Regions from separate parts of the Mus musculus genome. Here region 2 is linked to region 1. Evidence: chromatin contacts called from public HiChIP or PLAC-seq data. All regions are on one chromosome and are shown on one strand. Each heading gives the region's core, a stretch centred on a gene start, on an enhancer-like site or on the middle of the called end of the contact. The rest is flanking DNA. Distances are from core to core; before and after follow the strand shown.

Region 1 (6,351 bases), core at 164-2,663:
TGGAGGAGACCACAGCTGTAACAGTATACACTTATGACTTGGAAGCCCCTTCACCCCACCCCCACTCCCCAGATCTGGAAAAGGCACATGGGAGTTGGTCACATTATCTTCTCGGTTCCTCTCCTTCCCCACCCCCTTCAGCCCCACACTGACAGGCTTCGCTGCCCTTTCTTTGCTAGACCAAATGTCGCCACAGCTGTGCGCCCTTGCCTGGCTTTGGACTTCAGCTCCTGAATTTTTTGGGTTGGAAGTTTACATCAGGGTGCAGCCTGGGCACATTCCACAGGAGGAGGCCTTCTTGGACACGGGGCAGGGGCAGGCGCTCTAGTCCTGCTCAGTGCTTGGCACAGCGGAGCCCTGGCAAAATGACTTGTGCTGAACAGAAATTCCTGGAGGGGGCACTGGAGTTCAACCTTGGGAGCAAGTTCAGCTGTTGTTGCTGGATACTTTGTTCTTTGCTCTACTCTGTTCCCTGGAGTGAAGAGACCCAGCAGGCAGCGGGGCCTTTCAGTGTTGGTCTCCAAGTCTCCCTGTCTCCTAGACCCTGCTCCTGAGAGGATGCCGAGGGGACAAAGCTCAACTGCACTCTTGGCCTTATTTGGGCAGGCACCTGCTTTGTGTTCTGGATGGCAGAGGGGCTGGTAATAATGGCTGCTTTTATTGACATTGAATTAAAGACTTGGTGAGCTCTGGGGCTAGTTTCCTCATGTTCTGTGCTGGCCTACACCTTCTGGCTGGGACCTTGCCTCTCTGTTCTTCTCTCCTTGCTACCGCTACTCAGGTGTAATATGTTCAGGGGCTCCCCCTGGAGGTGGGAGATAAAGCCAGAGTCTGAGGGACTAAATTGGTTTTGGGCGACACCCCAAGGTTCCTGCACTATCCTCAGCTGCCTGGAACATCTTTCAGGTTTTCATGATTCGCAGGCGTCCCCTTGACTCTCTCCAGCAGCGCCCGGAGGAGGCGCCCTCCCCACCTCCGCAGAACGGCTACTCTGGAGTTGTTTGGCCTCTAAGCGGGCTACTTGGGTGTGGCCTGTTTCCCTTTGTTGCACCCTGTTGTGCCCCAAGTGCCTGGAACTCCGGCTGGTCAAGTGTAGACGCCTCGAGAAAGTCAGGGAGGATGAAAAGTGGGTGGGAGAAGAGGAGCGAGGATAAAGTTAGGAGTCACTGGGAAGGAAGGAAGGAAGGAAGGAAGGAAGGAAGGAAGGAAGGAAGGAAGGAAGGAAGGAAGGAAGGAAGGAAGGAAGGAAAGAAGGAAGGGGTCTTGGAGGTGTGACTGCACTCAGGACATCCTGGCCCGGCCTGGCCCAGCCCAGAGCTGCGGTGGCTTGCGCGCGGCCGGCAGGTGGCGGTGCTCCCTTGGCTGCGTGGCGGCGTTGAGTCCCCTCCTCCCGCGCTCCCTCCCTCCCGGCTCCTTTCTCTGCGCTCTTGCTCAAGCTCCCAGCGCCCTCCCGCTCTCCCGGCCGCGGTGTCGTCCGCACCGCCCCGCCGTTACCTACCAGCGACCATGGCGCACCGGGGACCCCCGAGCGCCCCGAAGCGTCCTGGCCCTACTGCGCCGGACCGGAGCTTTCAGGCTCTGCTGCCGCCGTGCTGGCCACGTTCGTGGCCGCTGCTGCTGCTGCTGCTGGTGCTGGTGGCTGCCTGCGGAGCGATGGGGCGCTCCCCCCAGCCCGGGCGCCAGGGTCCCGGTGTGCAGATCACTAGGCTGCTGCCCGCGGGACGCACGGAGTCCGGCGATCGCAAAGATCCACAGGCACGAGAATCAGAACCCAGCGTCCCGGGTCTCGGTCCGGGTTCTGCTTCGGGTCCCAGCACCGATGGCGCCCCAGCTCCGGGCAAGGGGCGCAGGGCTCGGGCGGTGCCGGTGGCCGGTGCGGCTTCGGCTTCGCGCGCACAGGTCTCGCTCATCAGCACGTCGTTCGTGCTCAAGGGAGACGCGACGCACAACCAGGCGATGGTACACTGGACAGGAGAGAACAGCAGCGTAAGTGACCTCCGCACTCACCCCGGCCCTGCCCGGACACCTCGGGATACCCAGGGAGACCACCACAGCCCCCTACTTCCGGACCACCCGCGGTCACTCTGCTGGGCATTCTTGGCTACTTGGGGGACGCGGGTCACCTCGGCGGCGCCCCTACTGGCTTCTGGTTATGGGTTACTTTTGGAAGGGTCCTCGAATTTGTGAGATTCTGTCTCGCTCAGAAGGTTTTTCCGAAGATCTGGAGACCAGAAACACCCCTAGCCTCTAGATCTGGGCTACAGGGAAGGTCCCTAGAGTCGTCAGGATCTGGGCAGCATGGGACAACTCCAGGTCCTTGAGGGCTACCCAGCTCTGCGCCGCGTGGACAGTGGGTGGGTCGCCCACACACTGCACTGCACTCAGCAGCTCCAGAGAACACCTCTGGAATTGCCACCTCTGGCGTCCTTACTACTTCATTTATGCTGACCTCAGGGTCCATGATATCCCTGACAGTTCCATGTCCTGTTCGAAGGTTCTTAATTCTAGGATTGCTCCTCCTAGTGTGCCCCACAGCTGTCTTTGGTCCGAGTGGACCATGGGGTGTTTAATAGTATTTAACGTTCTGTGGTCTTTAGAGCAGTGCGCCAACTCCCTCCCTCCCTTTCTCCCATGCCTCTCCCTCTGCCCGGAGAGCTCCAGCGTCCATCCCGCTCCTGCTCTTCCAGATTTAGGATCCAGCCACTCCCCGTTCCTTTTTTTGGTAGTGCACCTCAAGGGGTTTGTTTTTCCTTGTTAAAGGTCAGAGTCACTCTGTCCCCTCTGGGGAATCTCAGGTGTGTGCACTCCAGGTTTGCAAGCCTTTGCTCTCCAGGGAAGTGTGTTTTCATGAAGAGAGAGAGCCAGGAATCCCTCCTCACTGCCTGTACCACAGTCCACACAGACTCTCCACTCCTCCCCCACCCCACCCCTCAGGAGGTGACTCCACCTCTTTTCCTTGTCTTCCAAGTTTTTTAGGAGACTGCATAGGGCCAGAGTCCCTGCATGCACTGGGAAGTGGAGTGAGCGGGTCTTCTCTTTGGGTTATCAGGTGGACATAATGAAGCTGCAGACACTTTTAAAACACCCCCCCCCCTCCCCGTCTCCTCTCCTCGCACTCTCGGTGACTGCTTGGAGGCTTCCATTTGTACTAGGGAAGGGACCACCATGTAGCCTTGGCTGGCCTAAACTCCAGTCCTGCCAGCCCCTTCCCTACTGGCTGGCTTTGTCCAGGGTGCAGGTGTCTTCACTGGTCCCTAAGCTAATGGCATCTCCAGGAAGACTAGCAGCCCTCAGAGGGCAGAGCTGGTGCTGTGGATGCATCTGGCCAGCAGGGGGCAGTCAGGGTGCTGAACAGAGTACTTGGGTGTTCCTCCCAAGAAGGGAGTTGAGGTGCCCTGATGTCCTCAACTGCACCTTGACCAAGCCCTCCGCCTCTAGGTATTCCGCTGGTCCCAGCCTTTTAGTGCTGGCTAGCACCCAATGATAAACCGGGACCCCTGGGCCATTGGCCATTCTTGAGGACTGAATAGTAAGTAGCCCAGAATGCAAGAACTGAAAGGGACAGAAACACACTGAGATCTGGATCTGAGGTGCTGAAGTGGTTAATTCAACTATCTTGTCACTTTGTCACTTAGCTTCATGGTATGAAAGAGAGTGAGACACCAGGTGGGGGTGATGGATCTATAGGAAAAGAGACCAGCTGCCTCTAGTATGGGCTGTTTGCTGTCCAGCTGAACCCCCTATGAGATTATAGCCTGCCCCTTGAATAGGCACCTTGGAGAGTTGAGGATGGAGAATGACTGGCTGAGCTCTGAGGGACCCTCTTCTGCAGCCGTTATCACATGGGGGCAGGCATAAGATGTGGACACCTGGGCCCAGCCTGGCACTTAGGTGGCACCTAGCTTGTGATGAATGTGAGGGGCAGCACGGAAACACTACCCGGTTATCTCTCTGACTTCTGTCTTCTGTCTTCTCCCTTCTCTCATGGACCTTGCAGAAGATTCTCTCCAGAAACCCTGACGGACAGCCCATGGCTGGGGATGCACTCATAGGTTTACCTTGTCTGAGAAAACCCAGGAGTAGAAAAAGATGGGTGAGGGCTGCCTCAGGAAACCGGTTCCTTTAAACACAGTTCTCTTAGATCTGGTGTGCACAGCACATTCTTGGCACATGAAGTGTCTTGGAAGTGCGCTGCTCCCCCTCCGTGCTCAGTGTGCAGCCACAGGGACAAAGATGAGAGCCAGCACTTGGCAGTTGGCTGTACCTCTTGCTTGAAGCACCACCTCGGCAAGCTTGGATGAGACCAGAGTAGACTGAGGGACTCTGTGAGTGCTGTCTTTATGGGGTTGCCTTTCTGCTGCTTGCCTCTGCCCTCTGCAGATGCGGTCCACAGCAGAGTGTTTGCTTTATAACATCAGGTGCTTTTCCAAACAAGACCGCTAGGGGAGGGGGGCTGGGGGAGGGGCACAGACTCTCTGAAAGACATTAGTGAGCATCCCAAGCATCCCGCTAAGGGATGGGCTGAGGGATGGCGGGACTCAAGCTGGTTCCCAGACAGTCTCTGTCACTCCAGCTCTGGGAACATATGTGAGTTTTCCCTGTGAAGGCTCCATTCTTTCCCGCTCCCATGGAGATAGGGAAGAGGACTCACTTGGAAGTTCAAACAGGGCCTCTCCAGCTGACGTTTCGCTGTGCCAACACATTGTTACAAGTGAGATGAATCCTTCTTGGAAACCCACCAGGGTTGCCTTTTGATGGGCCTGGGTTGGGCTGTGCACACAGGGCTCTGGGTCTCCATACTGCCCTTGGAGGCAGAGAGGACATACGAAGGTGGGAAACAGACTTCTGTGCTGGGCTCCATCTGAGGGGTGGCAATTTCTTGTTAGCCTGGTAGGAATGTGAGGAACTGTTTTGGGGGAAATTACTTGCCGTTGGGGCTTATTTTAAGTATGCTCACCTGGGCTCCTTTCTGTATAACACTTGAATACAACTCATGGTTTAACTTGGGTTCAAACTTTCTACATCCAGGTCTCATCTCTGCTCCTCAGGCTGACCGGTGACTTTTTTCTAGCCTGTGCTGTGTCTCCGGAAGTGCTGGTGGCTGTTCCTAGATAGTTCTGGGCAGATTGAGCATACTCCGCTCTAGGCATCTGGCTGGACTCCCTACCCTGTGTCGTGTTATATAAATGCAGAGAGCCCAGTGCAGGTCAGAAGGTGGGTTCTCTGTGGTGGAAGGCCAAGGGCAGGCTGTCAGCCTCAGTTTCTTGTATAGAGGGATTATGGCCTCTGCCTGAATTGAATGGGAACTGTTGCAGGCCAGGTTCCTTGAGGGCAGGTGCATTAGTTTGCTCTGGCTTTTGTGGCAAAGGACTATGGCAATGTGGGTCCTAGACAGCAGTGTCCCTTTGACCCTTTGTTTGCACCTGGAACGTGAGCTCTCTCCTTCCTATTGGGACACCAGAACCACTGGGTTAAGGCCATCTTGACAAGCTCAGTATAATGGAATCACAGTTAGAAGTCCTACTTCTGATTCACTCATTTGCAAGTCCTGGGCTTCAATTTATGGACCTTGGGGGGGGGGGCTGAAACAGTTCTGCTCCCAAGAGCAGGGAGCGGGTCTCACTTGTCGTCCTCTGAGCAAGCACCTGGAGCTCACAGTCACCTGATGGGAAGGACGTCATCAGGGAGGACAGCATAGCAGAGGCGGCCTCAGGGCTGGCTCAAAGGATGAGTAGCGAGTAGAGGAGAGAAGGAGGGTGTTCAAGCTGGACAGTTTGAGCGAGTCCTGTTAGGTAAGAATTTGAAGGTCACAGGTGCCACACAGAGACACCAAATACATTGTGTGGGAGCAGAAGCCTGAGCAAGAAGCTGGGAGGGAAAAAGATTGCGCATGGTCCCCAAATGTGTGGCTGAAGAGCCCATGTCAGGGTCGGGGTGGTGAATATTTTGGCTTCCGAGCCTGCTGGCCTGGGTTTGTCTCAGGATCTCCCCTCTGGCTTTGAGTCCTAAGATGAATGGAGGAGATGCTCTGGGGCCTCTGTCCTTGCTGTGGGAGGGGGACTTGCAGGCTCATAGGTTGGTTGTACAAGGGCCAGATTTTCTAAGTGAAATGCATAGACCACAGCATGATGCATAGCTAGAGGTTAGCTTGGCATCCAGCTCGGGCGTGGCCAGAAAGGTCACAGAAGAAGTACAGGGTTGAAGCTTGTGGGACTCTATACTGGAGGTGCCCAGGTTAGGAGGAATAGCCTGCTGTGCCAGCTTCTTGCCTTCTTCAGTGCTGGGCTCTGAGGCGGCAAGTCAGTCTCTACCTACTGAGACCTTCTGAGATCTGAAGTGAATGGGTCCATG
Region 2 (6,521 bases), core at 1,597-4,096, 36 kb before region 1:
TGGCCTGTAGCACACCCTCTGCCTTGGTCCCTCTCCCCAGTGCTTTCCCATGCTCTGCCTTTCCTCAAGAGTGTCATCCCCAACTCACCAGGGACAAGGGACTATGAGCAGAGGATGGGGCATGGCTGCCAAGAATGCAGCCTTGAAACTAGAGATCTTTTTACAAGAAAAAGAATTCTAAAAACTTGAGAGTTTTTCCAAGAAAGTCAGTCAGCTGCAGCCCTCGTTGGCTTCTCTGGGCCCCTTTCCTCTGAGACACAGCTTAGAGATTCAGCTGTTCTCCAGAACCTGGGCATCTGCCCCCACTTTCTTTCATTGTTTTTGATTCCCATATTTCACAGTTTAGCTCAGGCTGGCCTCAGACTAGCAGTGATCCTCCTGCCTCAGTCTGACCAAAGTACTACACTAAACAGCTGCAGTGCACCATCATGGCCATGCCTAGATCCACTTACATTCTAGTTTCCCCTTCCTCCCCCCCTTTCTCTCTCTCCTTCCCTCCCTCCCTCCTTCCCTCTCTCTCTCTTTCCCTTCTCTTCCCTTTCCTTCCTTTGGTTTTGGGGTTTTGTTTGTTTGGTTTTTGTTTTTGGGTTTTTTAGTTTTGTTATTTTTTGAGACAGGGTTTCTCTGAGTAGCCCTGGCTGTTCTGGAACTCACTCTATAGACCAGGCTGGCCTCAAACTCAGAAATCTACCTGCCTCTGCTTCCCAAATGCTGGAATTAAAAGCATGTACCACTACTACCCAGCTTACTGTCTAGTTTCTTAACAGAATTTATTCTTCAGAGTGTCATTTCACCCATGGTGAAAGTGAGCATCAAACATGGGAGCCCATATATGCTCTGTGTCCCCACAACTGCCCACATAAACACACACACACAAATACACACATACACACTCACACACACATGCACACACTCCCACACATATACACACACTCACACACATACATACCCACTCACACATACACTTATACAAACACACACTCTCACAACACACACATACTCAAACATAAACATACATACACACATAAACACACACACTTTCATACACACATACACACACAAACACTCATACACACATACACACACACACACATGCACACACTCAAACATAAACACATACACATATAAGCACACACTCTCATATACACATACATACACAAACACACTCACACACACATACACATACTCATACAAACATACACACTCATACATACACTCACACAAACATAAACTCATATACATTCACACACATTCACACATACTTGCATATATATACACACACATACACACATAAATGCACACAGTCACACACACATGCACAGATACACACATCCTTCCCAATGTCATTCCCTCAGCATGACCTCCTCGTGCTCTACAGTGAAGTAGAATTGTTATTAATTGACCTCAAGGTCATGGCTCTACTGCCTGCTGACCCTGCCTCTCCACTGTCTTTCATGCAGAATAGTCTGCACCCTGAACATCCTCCATGCCCTGCCCAGAATTCCTTTTGTTACAAGCATTTATGGAGTGCTGTGGACAGGCCTTGTGGATGACATTCTAAAATCCCATAGCGAGGGACTCAAGATAGATCCTCTTTGCTGCTCTGGCTGGATGTGAAACACAGCTCCTGTCCTTCCTCTGGGGCTCAACCCAAGAGCCATCCCAGTCACTACAGCTCTCCTCCCTGTCTCCTTGGTGAGGGGCAGCCTGTGGCTTGGAGAAGAACCAGATAGCCAGGGTTTGGGTCCAGGTTGAGACTGACAGCTGCAGGAGTAGGAACAAGGCCAGTCAGTGTCCCTGGGTGTCACTGCCAGCATCCAATGCTCAGAGCAGCGCTCACTCACCAGTGCCTCACCTTCGCTGCCTCCCATTGAGCTTGGGACCTTCTCTGCAGGCACCTGCACAAGCAGAGCCTAACGGGTATGGGATGGCCCACTAGGCTGGCATGGAGAATGCACCCTGGCCCCCTTGGAGAGTCCCACATCACTTCCTTGGCTCTGCGGCACTCAAAGACTGACATTGCAGGCAGTGGCAATGGGTTCAATGCCAAGCTGAGGGGCCCAGGGCTGACTCTGGGTGGGCATGTAAAGCCAGGAATGCTTGAGAGTATGGTCTTACCTTAGTTTTCACATGACAAAGAGCAGGCTACAGAGTTGAGCAAAATGAACGGGGACCTCTCAACCAGTGGGGCTCCCCAGGTAGATATTTTGGGAGAAAGCTAGTGCAGAAACACAGGGATGGGGTTTGCGACCTCCCAACCCCAAACACAGGGTCTGGTTATACCTGCCTTCCCACCTTAGCACAAAGCCTACAACGGTCTTTGTGCACTGGCTTGTGCAGCCGGTCCCCTGGGGGCCAATGCAGCTGGCATTGATTGACAGCCCTAGGAGACAGTCTGCAGTCAGTCTGAACCAACACAGGACTTCATTTGAAATTCAAATTCTGCTAAACAGAAAATTAATATGAATCTCATGTTTTTCTTTTCGCAGGCCCAGCTGTGCCTCTGCCAGCCAGCGTGGCTGCCGCACGCAGTCCTGTTGTCCCCAGCACAGCCTGTGCTCCCTCTAAGTGAGGAGGAAAGGTCTCCCCTCTGTGTTCTCATTCTGTAGGTAAGACATCAGGACCCCGATACAGCCAGCCTCAACCCAGAACCCCAACACAGACGACTTACCCAGAGAAGGTACAGAAGATGGACTTAGAGGCAGACTCCTGGGGTTGCTTAGCAAGAGGCCTGGGAGAGCTGCCTGGGTGGAGCCCCTGGGATTGCTCACCTGGTCTGCTCTGAGGACAGAGGGGAGCTGGGAGGAGTTTGCCAGGCCTGACAGCAGAGCTGGGGAATCCACTGGACCATTGCAGAAGGCAGGAACCTCCTTTTTGCCATAGACTTACAGTTCTCATGGGGGCATGTCCTGCTATCCCTCACCTCTCCTTATGCCCGTGCGACAAGATCATGACCAGGTTTCCACTTCTGGTCTAATCTCCTCTCCACTCAGCCCTTTCCAGATCATCCAAGTCTCTCTCTCTCTCTCTCTCTCTCTCTCTCTCTCTCTCTCTCTCTCTCTCTCACACACACACACACACACACACACACACACACACACACACACACTCTGCCCCTGTATTCAGGAACCCTTAGTGTCTCTCTCTGTCCCCGGAGCAGCTAGAGGACATTTTAGTGGTGAGCATGAGCTGTGGCTTCAAATCTTGACTCAGTCACTTCATTAGCAGTCACTCTGGTGAGTGTCACAGCCACTTTGAACTTGTTTCCTAGTCAATGAAGTGGGGATTGGAGCCCTTGCCTTGCAGCAGTTTGGGGGTTGGGTGTGGCGGTATATGGGAGGCAGGTGAGAACTGGTTGGAAAAGTGTCTATCTGCCTTGAGGGCTCTGGGGGCAAGGATTAGGGACAGAGCCTCCTTCTGTGTTTGTCTCCAGTGAAGCCCCATGCCTGCACAGAGCAGTGCTCATTGCTGAGTAGGTGTCAGGTCAGTGATGTCTGTCAGAATCCCTTCTTACTGTCATTTACCTGTAGGGGACAGAACAGGATTGCATAGTGTCTGGGTGTGGGCACAGCTATTAGGGTTGCTGGGACTTCTAGAATAGTGTAAGATCTAGCTAGCTTGTGGACTTCTTGCCTTGGTCCTTGATAGATAGAAGCTTCTAACGTTTCCACCAAGTGATCATGTGGGTCGGTGCTAGCATCTGTGTGCTCCCTTTGGATGTGAGCATCCTTGCATTCTGAGGATGCTTGGACATCAGGCACTTGTACAAAGCTGAGTTCTGCTTGCTGGAGCCTTTGTCCATGTGTGAGTTGGGCTATGCTTTGCCGTTCTATTAATATTGGCTATGATATGGTTGCAATTTGTTCCCCAGTGACTTACCTTACTTGCTGGGAGCTCACTCCTCAGTGTGGTGACCATTAAGAGGATCCAACTGTGGCAGGATGTTCACTGGGGGTGTTCTCCTGGAAGAGATGAATGTAGTTCTGATGGGCCCTTGAAAGAAGGCCAGCCCCTCTCTGTTCTCTGGCTCTCTGTTCCACTATGAACACTCTCTTTCCTGCACAAGCACCTGCCATGTTCCATCTACTATGAGGTTGCCACCAGAAGTCAAAGCCACTTAACCTTGGGCTTTCCTAAACAAACCTTCTTTGCTTATGTCTAATTTAGCCAGGGGCATTTTGTTATAGCAACAGAAAACAGATGGATCCAAAGTTATACCAGTGTTCTAGAGTGGGAAATAGTTGCAACAGGTAGCATTTTCATTAACCTGAGATTCTATGTGTGTTTTTTTTTTTTAAATACGCTTTTCCTGCCTCACCCCTCACTGTCTGTAGCACAGTAGAGCTGACCCTGGTGCCGTGGGCACAGGAGAGCCAGTCCTGAGGGTATGAACGTGGGAGAGCTGGCGGGGCTGACCAACCCAGCTACCACAGGCCCAGAGCCAGAGCTCGGAGCTGGCCCACCCCAATGTCTACCCCATCTATGAGCTACTAGAACATGTGAAGGGGCTCGTTCTGCAGAACCAAAGCTGCAGGATTGCCGGGACACAAGGCAGCAACAGAGTATCCAAGAGGAGTTTCAGTGAGGATCCAGTACTGATAATGTAGCAGAAGCCAGAGGCCTCAAACCACACCAACTGCTCATTTCAATGAGCATCTGCAAGTAAAGATGTTTGGGCCAAAGGATACAGTGTGGGATACAGTGTGGGATACACTGTAGGATACACTGTCGGATACACTGTCGGATACACTGTGACACACTACAACTTCCCCAGTGAGATATTTATTTCTTCCTATTATTATTATTATTATTATATTTTATTTTGGGGGAAGGTTACAAGGGCAGAGGATGAATATGTGGGGGATGGGAGATGAGAGGGATTAGGGTGCATGATGTAAAAAAGAATCAATAAAAAGTTTAAAAATATACAGGCTTTTCTCTGCTCCATGTTGAACTTCATTTTCTAGAAGAGAAAGTGGGAAAGTACAGGAAGCTGGCAGATCTGTAATATATCCTGGAAAAGCCATTTACAGGCCTCAGAAAAGGGGTCTTCCATTTTGTTTCCCTTTGTTATTTTAGTTTGAATTAATGAAATTTTGGGGAAAGGTGTGTATGGTAAAACTCTGTTTTATATGTTCAGATGCATTTTGAAAATTCAGAGTCATCCTCTGCATTCTTTATGGAGTCCTAAGAAGGGAGAGTGAGGTCACAGGGGAGCTGTCCAGCAGGCACACTGCATTGGTGACTGGAGGAGGGCGGGGGAGGGGCTAGGGAGGGTGGAACCTATGCTGCTCTTCATTGAAGGAAAGAAAAAGAAAAGCTGGGGCTGCCAGGTTGGTTCACTGGTCTGCCACTCATCAGGCTGAGACCCCATGTCCAGCATCCACAGAAGGCTGGGTCCGGCAGCCCACTGCTGTAATCTCAAACCTGAGGTGAGACCTGAGGATCCCTGAAGGTTGCTGGTCAGTCAGGCTAGCTTAATCTGTGAACTCCTGGTTCAGTGGGAGACCCTGGATCAAAAAATATAGAGTATGGGCTGGAGAGATGGCTCACTGGTTAAGAGTGCCAGCTGCTCTTCCCAAGGACCTGGGCTCAGTTCCCCACATCCACATGCTGGCACACAACTGTCTATTGTTCCAGTTCCTGGGGGGATCTGAAGCCCTCTCCTGGCTTTCACGGTCATTGCGTGCACATGGCACCCAGAGATTCATCGGCAAAGCACCCACACACATGAAATACAAATGGAAAAAAGTAAGGTGAAGAATGACGGAGGAAAACGCATCTGATGTCCACGTGCACAGGAGAGTAACCACACACTCACATGTGCACCCACATAACACACCTGGGGAATGAGTTTGTGCTGATGAATGCGTGGGTTGAGTGCACAGCTCTGTCGGGGTCAGCCCTTGGGAACCAGGGTCAAGGGAAAAATTCCAGACATTAAAGGCAAGACTGGGAGGAACTATGAAATACCACCCTTGGGGGCCAAGAGCCACAGAGGCCACCAGCGGCATTTAGGCAGCTATTGAAAGGCAAAGTATTGGCTCAGGACACTCAAGACCAAGTTCTCAGCACAAAGGAGATTTATTTGCCCCAGAGGGACAGAGGGCAGAGAATAAGGGACAAATATAAGAGATAGAGGAGGAGGGAGAAAGGGGGCAGGGATATTTCTCCCAGAGGACAAAGGACTGCCTCTAGATAACGAGGAGACAGATGTGGCCCATAGACAAATGGAAGTTTATAAAGGTAACAGGGGAAGCCCTGTGTTAGGAAGAGGTGTTTAATTTTAATTGAACATGTTAATTAGGTGGCCCAAAGAGGACTTTTAATTGTTGAACTTCAATACTTTGATAGCTGGACCTTAGTAGTTGGCCTCAGGAGAAGGAAGCAGCCATATAAAGGAATAGACCGTGGGGGCCAGCTTTAGGAATGCAATCTACTGGGTTTTAGAAAGGCAGGGGGATGGGGGAGAAGGGTGAGGCCTGCAAGAGCCATGTTGGCTATGCTAGGGCTGGCCAGAG

The links. HiChIP or PLAC-seq counts read pairs in DNA pulled down with a chosen protein or histone mark.
Region 2: an H3K27ac HiChIP or PLAC-seq map of large pre-B cells shows a contact between it and region 1, with 2.0 times the contacts expected there. The contact joins the enhancer-like site here to the promoter of Sorcs2 in region 1. A contact is called at or near these places in 1 of 39 promoter capture datasets (pre-B cells), 13 of 484 Hi-C or Micro-C datasets (B cells, the C2C12 cell line, cerebral cortex and 7 more), 3 of 115 datasets of contacts at active chromatin or transcription factors (double positive thymocytes, embryonic stem cells and large pre-B cells) and 1 of 9 other capture datasets (liver).

The regions. Positions count from the first base shown.
Region 1 is chr5:36,393,201-36,399,551 of GRCm38.p6, reverse strand. It overlaps Sorcs2 (sortilin-related VPS10 domain containing receptor 2), which reads left to right and starts at 1,413. Exons shown (of 27, transcript NM_030889.2): 1 at 1,413-1,986. The coding sequence starts at 1,507.
Region 2 is chr5:36,430,631-36,437,151 of GRCm38.p6, reverse strand. No RefSeq gene overlaps it. Among named protein-coding and RNA genes, the nearest start is that of 2210406O10Rik, 31 kb to the left of the region's middle. Within about 2 kb of position 2,846, at least 15 of the 459 cell types and tissues checked have an H3K27ac peak or open chromatin away from gene starts, as enhancers often do.